Linked DNA regions of Mus musculus: region 2 is linked to region 1. A link is a contact called in public Micro-C data. All regions are on one chromosome and are shown on one strand. The core of a region is the stretch at or near the end of the contact, and the rest is flanking DNA. Distances in the headings are between cores, read along the strand shown. Region 1 holds the start of 4930425O10Rik (RIKEN cDNA 4930425O10 gene). Region 2 overlaps Tspan5 (tetraspanin 5).

What was found. Hi-C and Micro-C count contacts between places; a contact is called where the count stands out from the background.
Region 2: a contact with region 1 is called in a Micro-C map of granulosa cells, with 1.9 times the contacts expected there. The contact joins the enhancer-like site here to the promoter of 4930425O10Rik in region 1. A contact is called at or near these places in 3 of 484 Hi-C or Micro-C datasets (granulosa cells, natural killer cells and nephron progenitors) and 1 of 115 datasets of contacts at active chromatin or transcription factors (embryonic stem cells).

Annotation. Positions count from the first base shown.
Region 1 is chr3:138,723,482-138,729,046 of GRCm38.p6, reverse strand. 4930425O10Rik (RIKEN cDNA 4930425O10 gene) reads left to right here and starts at 2,063. Exons shown (of 4, transcript NR_040545.1): 1 at 2,063-2,185.
Region 2 is chr3:138,762,285-138,767,297 of GRCm38.p6, reverse strand. All of the region lies in intron 1 of Tspan5 (tetraspanin 5), which reads right to left. Among named protein-coding and RNA genes, the nearest start is that of Tspan5, 23 kb to the right of the region's middle. Within about 2 kb of position 2,332, at least 34 of the 459 cell types and tissues checked have an H3K27ac peak or open chromatin away from gene starts, as enhancers often do. A contact at or near this core is called in granulosa cells, where this site is marked.

The sequences.
Region 1 (5,565 bases), core at 814-3,313:
GAGGCCAGAAAGCAGTGCATATGCATTTCAATCCACAGCTGCTTCTGCTCCTGTATAAATCAGACAGAGAAGATGGGAGAGGCAGGAAGAAAATGTAAACAGCTGGGCAAATTCAATCCTGTGTTAAATATGAATTTTCAAATATTCCAGACTGAATATGTTAGTTGAATTATTCATTTTCTTGACTTCCGATTTTATTTTTAGTACTGCCGTGTGAACAAATCAGAGTCTGGAGACACAACTAGATGCCGAGATGGGCACCTGCGTGACGAGTTGCCACACAAAGTGGGTGCCCATGTGCTTCCTCATTTATATGAGGACAGAGTTGGGGACAGTTTCCACCCTGGCAGGTTTGCTGTTGGGTTCCCATAAATTAAAGATGGATGGCTGTCTTAGTTAGGGTTCCCATGGCTGTGATGAAGCACCATAACCAAAGCTTGCTCTTCCATATCACCGTTCATCATCAAAAGAAGTCAGAGCAAGAACTCAGGAACCTGGAGGCGGGAGCTGATGCAGAAGCCACGGAGGGGTGCTGCTTACTGACTTACTCCCCATGGCTTGCTCAGCCTACTTTACTATATAGACTATATACAAGTATATACATATATTTATAATATGTATTTATTATACATTATATAAATAGATTTATTATATATTTATCATAGAATATATATATTATATGAGGCTAGAGAGAGAGAGAAACTACTGGGCTAGGTAGCCCCACCAACAATGGGCTGGGCCCTCGGAAATCAAACACTATTTAAGAAAATGCCCTACTGACTTCCCTACAGCCTGATCTTATGGAGGCATTTTCTCAATTAAGGCTCCTTCCTCCCCAATGACTCTAGTTTGTGTCATTTAGACATATGATTAGGCAATGTTTCTTATGCCAGACATTTCCAAGGAGGTAAGTTGTAGCCAGGGGATGGCTTTGGTACCGTTAACAAGTATGCATGCAGGGCAGAAAGTTTATAGGTGGCAGATGACCTACTGTGGCTTCCTTTGACAGTGTCCTAGGATATGCAAAAGTCACTTAATGATTTTCTATTTCAATGATGAGCATACAGGTCTCAGTTCTTTTTCTCAAAGTGGACACACACACACACACACACACACACACACACACTAATTTCCATGGCCATTCTGCCGATAAAATTTCAATCACTAAAACTTTCCCTTTAAAACCAACAAGGCTTTTTATCTCCCCGCAAGGGCCAGATAACGATTGCGCAGGCCACTCGGAATTACCAAAGACACTGAAAGTGGAGCAGTGGAGATAAATGAGATCACTGTGGAAATGCTGCAGGATCCAGGGCAGTCCAGCCCTTCAGCTCTTTCCTCACTTGACCTTGGGGTGAAGCTGCGGTGGGTAATTCCATTCCCTGTGGGGAAGGACAGTGAATGACCAAGATGGACCCAGAGAGGAAGAGGCCACGCTATATGAAGAAGGAGAAACTGCGTGAGGATTTAGGAGACAGATCCTAACCACCTATACCGCCTTCATCAGTCAGTTCCCACTGGAAAAAACAAAACAAAACAATAACACTCTCCCTAATGTAAAGGATAAAGCTGGACTGAACCTGTAGGGAGAGATTCCGAAGGACCTTCCAAAGTATCTTCGTGAAGCACGTGGGAAACAGTGGGTTCTGGGATATGGGTCTTTAGATCTGCTTTTGTCGGCTCATAGACTGGGGCTTTGTCCTCTGGGATGTGCCTGATGCTAAGGGGAGTTGGAGAATCCCAGATGAAAACCTTTTCCATTTCCAGTTGTAACACCTCTCCAAAGGAAAAGATTGTCAGCTAAAGCAAACTGAAGATCTGTCAGAGCATTAACCAGAGAGCAAAAGAGGTGTCCAATGAAGAAATGTTTGGAATGTGCAAGTTATAGACACAGATGGGGCTCCAGCATAGGCATGGGGCACACTCACTCTGGCCTCACTCTTAAAGTGGTTCCAGTTCTTGTTGCCCAGCGGTACCACGGTGCAGCGGGGCCATCAGTGCAGTGGAACCACAGTGCATCGGGACCACAAGTGCATCGGGACCACAGTGCAGCAGGACCACCAGTGCAGCGGGACCACAGTGCTGCGGAACCACCAGTGCAACGGAACCACAGTGCATCGAGACCACAAGTGCATCGGGACCACAGTGCAGCGGGACCACCAGTGCAGCGGGACCACCAGCGCAGGTTTTGTTAAGAAGTAGCTTAATTTAGTTTTTAAAACTATTACACAAAAACTCAGAATTGCATATGAATGGGATTTTTGATGACTCTTTCTCTTACATCCCTAGTTCTATAAGAAGCTACCTTTTCCCCAGAAGCACACTTAGTTGCCTTGAACCACTTGCTGCTGGACGAGAACTTGGGCTCATTTTGTCTTAGGACTCTATGCTTTGCACAACAGCATGTGACCAGGGCCTCCATCCTAATTAGGTCTCAATTGATGTGATTAAAAAAAATGACCAAAAGCGTCTTAGAGGAAAGGTTTGTTTTGCTTACCCATTGAGATTATGTTCCATCACTAAGGGAAGCCAAGGCAGAAATTTAAGCAGAGCAGAATCCTGAGCAGGAACTGAAGCAGAGGCCGTGGAGGAGTTCTGCTTACTGGCTTGCTCTCCATGGCTTGCTCAGCCTGCTTTCTTTTACATCCCAGGACCACGTGACCAAAGGTGGCACTGCCCATAGTAGGCTAGGTCCTCCTTCATCAACCAGGAATCAAGAAAATGCTTCATAGGTTTGCCTGCAGGTCAGTTGAATAGACATCTTCTCATCTGAAGCTCTATCTACCCAGATGACCCTAGCTTGTGTGACATGGATAGTAACCTAACCAACACAGCTTCTGTCGGTTAGTCCCCTTAAAGTCACTCACTCTGCCTCATCCTCTGCAATGAAGTCACTCACTCTACCTCATCTATGTAACATGTCTCTTGCTTCCATCACTGGTGTAATGTATCCAGTTTCTTCATTTCACTGTGTTTCCATCCTCATTGTCTGATTCCCAGTCACATTGAGACTGTGTTTCCTTCTCTCAGGAATTACAGGCACAAACACAGTTGCAGGGACAGAGACCTGCATAGCAAGGTGGAAAGACCTCCAAGGAAGTAATGTTTAAATACTTAAATAAAATATAGCACAGAGTTAATAGCCTTGTCTAAAAGAAGAATGTTCTTGTAAAGGGGAACAGTAGAATATAAAGATGCTGGCTGTCTTAGTCAGGGTTTCTATTCCTGCACAAACATCATGACCAAGAAGCAAGTTGGGGAGGAAAGGGTTTATTGAGCTTACAATTCCATTCTGCTGTTTATCACCAAAGGAAGTCAGGACTGGAACTCAAGCAGGTCAGGAAGCAGGAGCTGATGCAGAGGCCATGGAGGGATGTTCTTTACTGGCTTGCTCTGGCTTGCTCAGCCTGCTCTCTTATAGAACCAAGACTGCCAGCCCAGAGATGGTCCCACCCACAAGGGGCCTTTCCCCCTTGATCACTAATTGAGAAAATGCCTTACAGTTTGATCTCATGGAGTCATTTCCTCAACTGAAGCTCCTTTCTCTGTGATAACTCCAGCTGTGTCAAGTTGACACAAAACTAGCCAGTATACTGGCTTAGGGCTAGGATTCCTGCCACCCAGAGCAAAGAATATATTGCTATTAGTACAGAGTGAGAGAATTAGGGACCAGATGGAGATGAAGGCAGGGGAGTGTGTGTCCGATCACATAGAGGCCTAATGACCATAAAAGGACTTGCAGTTCTGTTTTCAGTCTGATAAGTGAATTTGACCAGCTTAGGATGTACTCTTTTTGTTAAAAAAATGTAATTTGTTTTTTTGTAAAATGTTTTATTTGTAAAAACATCTGTCTGAAGCAAGTTGTATAGGCTGACACTATACTCTCAGTACTTGGAAGTAAAGACAGGAGGAACAGTAGCTCAAGGTCATCTTGGCTATATAACAAAGGTTAGCCTGGGCTACATGAAACCCTGATCTAAAAACCGGGTGGTGGCTGGAGAGATGATTCTGTGCTCCTAGAGCAAATGTGAATACATGACTGTAAACCTTCAGAACTCACATAAAAAGCAGGGCACAATCCCATTTGACCTAATGTGACCCCATGCGACTCCATGGGACCTCAAGTGACCTTATGGAACCCCATGGCTAGGTGAGGAGCAGTGCACTCCAGCTTCAGGCTCAGTGAGAGTTTGTCTTAAAGGAAGAGAATGACAGAGTGATGCCTGATGCTGTCTTCTCACCTATAATTTATGACTGGATCCATGTACATGTGTACACACACACACACACACTCACCTGTCTGATGGACAGGTCAGAGATGGTGAGAAAGGAATAAAATCAGAGAACTCCATTCAACAACTGAGGTCGGAGAAAATGTGATCATAGTAACCTGGGGATGAGGCAAAAATTCAGATTCCATGTTGCCAAATCTGGGCCTGGTAAGATGTGCCTATAACCCCAATACTCAGGAGTCTAAGACAGGAGGATCTGAGTTCAAGGCCAGTCTCTGGTCTTCACAGTGAATTCCTGTTTCAGACACAACAAAACCAAACAAAATAAAAGTCTTACTGATGGGCCGCATATGAGGATTGAGGAAGACAAAGGAATCAAATCTGTCCCCTAGGTCTCTGCTCTGAAGCACCTGTTTGCTAACCCCAGTGAGGAAGACTTGGGGAGGAACTAGGACAAGGGTTTGGGCCCTGCTGAGTGGAACATGCATGACACTTCACGTGGAGATGGTGAGCAGGCAGCTGCTCTAGTCTTTTGACTCTCAGAGGAAGCATCTTGGGTCATCAGCAAAGAGAGAAGAGCAGAGCTGGAGTCTGGACAAGGTCATCTGTAGAGAGATGCACGTGGAGGCTCCAGCACCACCAGCATCCAATCCAAGATAAGAGAAAAGATCCAGCAAAGGAGACGGAGAGGATGCCTGATGAAACAGAAGACAACCCATGAGAGTCTGACATCCCGGAAGACAAGGAAGTGGTTTAATATAAATCCCATTTAAAGTATCCATGGTTTATCTTTATTAACTGACAAAATGATTCTAAGCCACGCCAGAAAAGTGTAATGTGTGCCTGGGATAATGGACCATTCCACCACATCCTTTCCTTCTTAGCAATTGATATGGTTATGGTGCTTTTATGATCTTGAAAAAGGAAAACAAAAACGTTACTTTAAAAAAGAAAAGCTCCATTCGTTCTGTTTTCTACAACATAATACCTCCATTTTATTTATTTATTTTTTTACACTAGCACATTTCTCTCTGTCACCTTGCTGGCGCTCTTGAATAAAATCAATAACATGCAACGTGTTCTTGAACGAAATTTGCTCTAATAAATTTGGAGTTTCAAATTCATGGATCGAATCCATCTTTGTTTTTGCTTTTGAAAGAGAATATGCTGTGCAATCTAGAAAATGATCTATGATAGCCATATTTTTTGGATTTGAATGGATAAATTATTAAATGCACAGCAAGCCAAAGTAAAATAATAAATAGCAGCCAGTAGACAGACAGCTAAACATTATCAGATTGGACACTCAGAATATCCAGCAGCTTCCATAGTT
Region 2 (5,013 bases), core at 1,083-3,582, 38 kb before region 1:
CACATGCGACTAACACTTTACAGTTAACTAAGCACTTACTTTCATGTTTTCTTAGTCACTCAAGCGTACAAAACAATTTATGGAATGCCTTCTGGGAGCCAAGCCTTGCCGAAGCCTAGGATGAAAGTCTCTCATCTAGATCTTCTCCCACACGGACCAGAAAGATCTAAGTGAGTCACCTTTGGGGGGGGGGGGCATCATGACAAGGAACTGTGATGGTACCATCTACCACGGGACCCCTATGTGACGCAATGGGTTGCTGATGGATGTCTTCATCTTGGCACTGTCTTTTAAAACTGTTGCGACGGTACACCTAGCCAGACCACTGACTCCATCTCATCTGGTAGCCTGTAAAACTCGCTTTAACAGCCGGCTTGTAAGTCAACCATTTAAAGGCAACTTTGATACATCCCTTAAAAAACAATCTGCCGTGACTCAAAGATCATCAGGTAGAACATGGGGTTCAGGGAGAGAAAAGAAAGGGCAGACTCCAAAACAACAAAGAAGGCTGCTGCCCCGAGCCAGCCACTCTAAAGAAATCACAGGGCCTCGAGTGGCACTTCTGACTGGGAGATCTTATCCACACCCCATGTGCCAAACTCACCAAAAGGAAAAGTTACATTAACTGTCCCTTCAAATTTTACAACAAATTTAGAATTTTGTTTTGTTTTTGTGATGTTACATACTGGACCCATGGCTAAGCACACATTACACACTGACCTACATTCCTCAGTATTATATATGACAAGTGTGTGTGTGTGTGTGTGTGTGTGTGTGTGTGTGTGCAAGAGAGGAGGGGGATGAGTTGTGTGACATATAGCAGTCAGGAAAACGTTCAGGCGTCAGATCTCTCCTTCCACCTTACAGGATCCATAGTTCCCTGTCATAATGACCCCCCCCAATGGCACTGACTCAGAGGCCCATTTTACTATGGCTGTCTGGGTCCTTGTAGGAAAAGACCTAAATGATGGGGTTTCATCCAGGGTTCAGGCAGGCCTTAGCTCCCAGAAGTCAAGTGCTGGTTCCCCAAGCCCAGACTGCCAGAGGACATTGCCGAGGGCTCACAGAGTAACTGAGGATTCCTGAGCTTAAGGAGCCCAAATGTTATGTGACTGTCACCAACCTTACTAGGCTTCTTTTTATAGAGACATCCTTCAGATCAAAAGCAACCAACACCCTAACCAACCCCCATGCAAAAACACAAGTGACCTAAAAGAACTGTCTCCCAACACACCCTTGATCCTCAAGGAAACCAAGACTCGAACATTTAACAGGAGGCAAAATAACTCTCCTATTAAATAAACAAGAGATATGATGGCTGGGAATCCCAGCACCACCATCAGAGACAGACAGACAGACAGACAGACAGACAGATTCAAACTCCAACCCTCTGATACCAAAACCTTCTGACTCCCACTATCAAATCTGTCAAATACAAGCCCTGTGTGTCTGTAGAGAGGCAGAGGGAAAGCAGGTGACAAACAGGACAGGTCCTCTAGGCTCCTGGGGAGGCATCTGATGCACTGACGTAGCTCCTTTGACAGGAGCCAAGGGACTGGGAGAAGTTAGCATGGGCAGTGTCGCACGTCAAATGGTAACCCAGAAATAGGCGCTGACAGTAGGCAACTATGGTACCTGGATGTGAAGTTGGGAACAGCCCTACTTTAAGTGTCTTTTCAGTCCTCTCTAAACCCCTGGAAAAAAACTTCAGCATTTTAGAATTTATGTTCAATGGCAATGAAAAGTATGTTAATATTCAAGTCTTTCTTTCCTTTAATTATTTGCAATAAAATAGCTATATAATAAATAGCTATATATAATTATCTTTCTCCAGGCATGGTTGCACATACCTATGTTCCCAGAACTTGGGAGGCAGAGGCAGGTGGAGCTCTGTGAGTTTGAGGCCAGCCTCATCGACGTACTGAGTTCTAGGACAGCCAGGTCAATGTAGAGAGACTACGTATCTTTCTATGCATATGCATTTAAGCTAGCTAATATCGCACGTGCATAAATTAAAAGAGAAATTGCTTTTTAAAATAATTGGTACGCCCTCTTCACTGTGATAACAAATATACTGTGCCCAGGAGTTGAGGTAATTACAGACCACTAATCCACAAACAACACCATAAACATGTGAAAATTGACGTGTGGAGTTTTGTTTTGTTTTGTTTTGTTTTTAATTTTTAAAGAATGAAATCATTAACTAAAGATAAAAAGAACCACAGCCAACGGATGGGAATTTTGTCCCTGAATGGCCACACCCACTCTGATTCACACTAGCGTTCCATGCTCCCTTAGCTTCAAGGGCACAGCTTCAGCAACCACAGTGTTTGGTGTTGTTCCCTGTGGGGACTGGCTGAGAAGTACTCAGAGTGGGTGTTGTCTTGGGCCCTTCTGCAAAGTCCCCATGCCTCAGCCATCTTGCTGAGCCACCTCTCTCCTTTAGCAGGGAGCCCTACCACAAGAAGCCCCTCACTCCTACCACACCAAGATGTTCTTCAAAATGGTAGAGACACGATGGAATTTACACCACCAGAAATGCCAAAAAGCATTTGACTTTACAAGCACCGCCTGCTTTCTATGTCAGCTAAAGCTTGGAGAGTGGCACTTTAGGAGCCCTGACTCCCCTTCCCCACCCCTCCCACTTCCAAAGCACACAGCACAGCACCAGTGGAAATCATCATATTTATCTAGCCCTCACATAGCAAGGGTCCCCCTCCCATGGATATCTTATTAAAATCCACTTCCTGATCCATGCTTATTTTTTACCCTGTTCCTGACTTCCTAAGTTCTAGCCTGACTCATGCTGGACCTCAATTAGCAGCCACAGCCAGTGAATAATTTTTCACCTATCATTAAGTGAACGAAATGTCATTTCTGTTTATGGTCTGACTAGATGCCTGTAAGATTCATCCTGGAAATCATAGGACTAAGATTCCACATCAGGTTTCCTACCTGGGCACCTCTTACCATCTAGCATCTAAAGTCTTCATTTTAAACCTGTATTATATATTATCCCTCTCGGCGAGGGGGGGGGGGTGAAGAGTCCCAGTACAGATGGCAAGTGCATGTAGAACTCACAAAGAAATGCACTCAAAATTGCTCTGAACCAAGGACTAGCCTTGGCTCCGCCCAGCTGAGCGACTGAGAATCAATCATCAACTCGTCCCTAACGTGCCTCAGGTGAGCTCTGAGGTGAGCTCTGAGGCCTTCTCCAACAGCATGGCTGAGTGCCTGAAAACAACTTACAAATACCAGACACAGATTTCGAGATCTCTCTGGCCCTGTTTCATCAGAGGCCCACTGCTGTCAAGACAGGCCGTTGCTGCCTCGTGGTAGGAGCACCTTGCTAGGACACTCCCATCTGTTCTTAAGGGCCAGGCATCTGGCTAACCCTGCATTTTTGCCTCAGATGGGCTACAGCTTGTCCCTGAAGGGGCTGCCCACACTCCTGGTGTCAGACTCCTTTTCTACGACCAAGAATCAATCACACTTGGGCTCAGCTTCAATCTCATCCAACACAGGACGCAATTCCTGAAGGTACTGTGGTCTGTCTCCTTTGCTTGCCTGGAGGCACACTGACACACAGAGAAGTATCTAAGATGACATCCTTGCCGCTAAGAAACCTGACCAGCTATGAGGCACTACCAACCCTCGCCTTCCCAACCATGTTCTCTGTGGAGGAGGCCCGTGTAAGTATGTTCTATGCAGGACTTATGTGAGCACATCTAACTGGGTATAAAAGCTGTACACAGGATAACCAGACAGGTCTAGATTTGACTTTACCCCATAGACAAGGTAATAAATTAACTGGCGTCTGCTTTTTGAACCCTGAAAGAAGCTGGGCGTTGGTGGCACACGCCTTTAATCCCAGCATTCGGGAGGCAGAGGCAGGCGGATTTCTGAGTTCGAGGCCAGCCTGGTCTACAAAGTAAGTTCCAGGACAGCCCGGGCTACACAGAGAAACCCTGTCTCAGGAAAAAAAAAAGAAGAAGAAGAAGGAGGAGAAGGAGGAGGAGGAGGAGGAGGAGGAGAAGGAGAAGAAGAAGAGGACGACAAAGATTTCTGGACCAGGCACTAAGGACTTACCATACAGAGCACAGGAGGCAGCAGGAACATCATTCTGGCCTGGGTTCTCTTTGCTCTAAAGGTCAAAGGTGAATGCTGTCCATGCAGTGGGTAGGCATCATAGCTGAGGAGCAATGTTTGGGATTCTGGGGCCCCACTGTCCACAGAGGCTGCTCTTTGTCTGGAGAAAGACATTACATCATGTCTGAAGGATGAAGGCTGCTCCCTATGAACAACCAGAGCAATGGCCCAGGTAAAGCTCACTCTCACTACAACCGCCAGGAACGCTGTCCAAGAAATCACCCAATGCCTGTGTGGGCTTCCAAACATAGATGAGTATCCCTCTGCAGCTCCCAATCTCAGCCATTGCTTCTCACGAGCCTCAATACACTCTTCCCATCACGGCAGCAAACAGTAAGGCCCTTCCTGGAAAGGGGCTTTGACATCCACAAGACACAACTCCAAGAAGCAAGCACGTCCCTCGGTGTGGTAACCAACCTCAGCTTTGGCTTCTCATCTCCCTCCCCAGCCCACTTTTTCACCTTTAGAACTTTTGTGAAGAGGCAGAGGATGGCCTCAGACTAGGTAAGGGTTGAGCTACAGGAATCTCCTATGTCAAGGAAGGAACAGAAATCGTCTATGACAGTTCAGAAGGTGAAAATCAATCCAAACTCTGCTGCAGATGCTCACAGCACAGAGCAGGAGAGTTATCTTTTACTATAGCATCCATGTTTTCCCTTTAGACCTAGAATTTTACCTCTCAGACAACTAAAAATACCAGAGCCCTTAATGTTCGGCAGCTCGTAGACACCTCTTGTTTAAAACTATTTTTAAAATTATAAGCATACAAGTGTAAATTCAATTAAGAGAATGTAATAATCTGGATGAATTATATGCTAATAAACTAAGTAATTTCATAAGCATACCTATTTGTGTATAGCAATT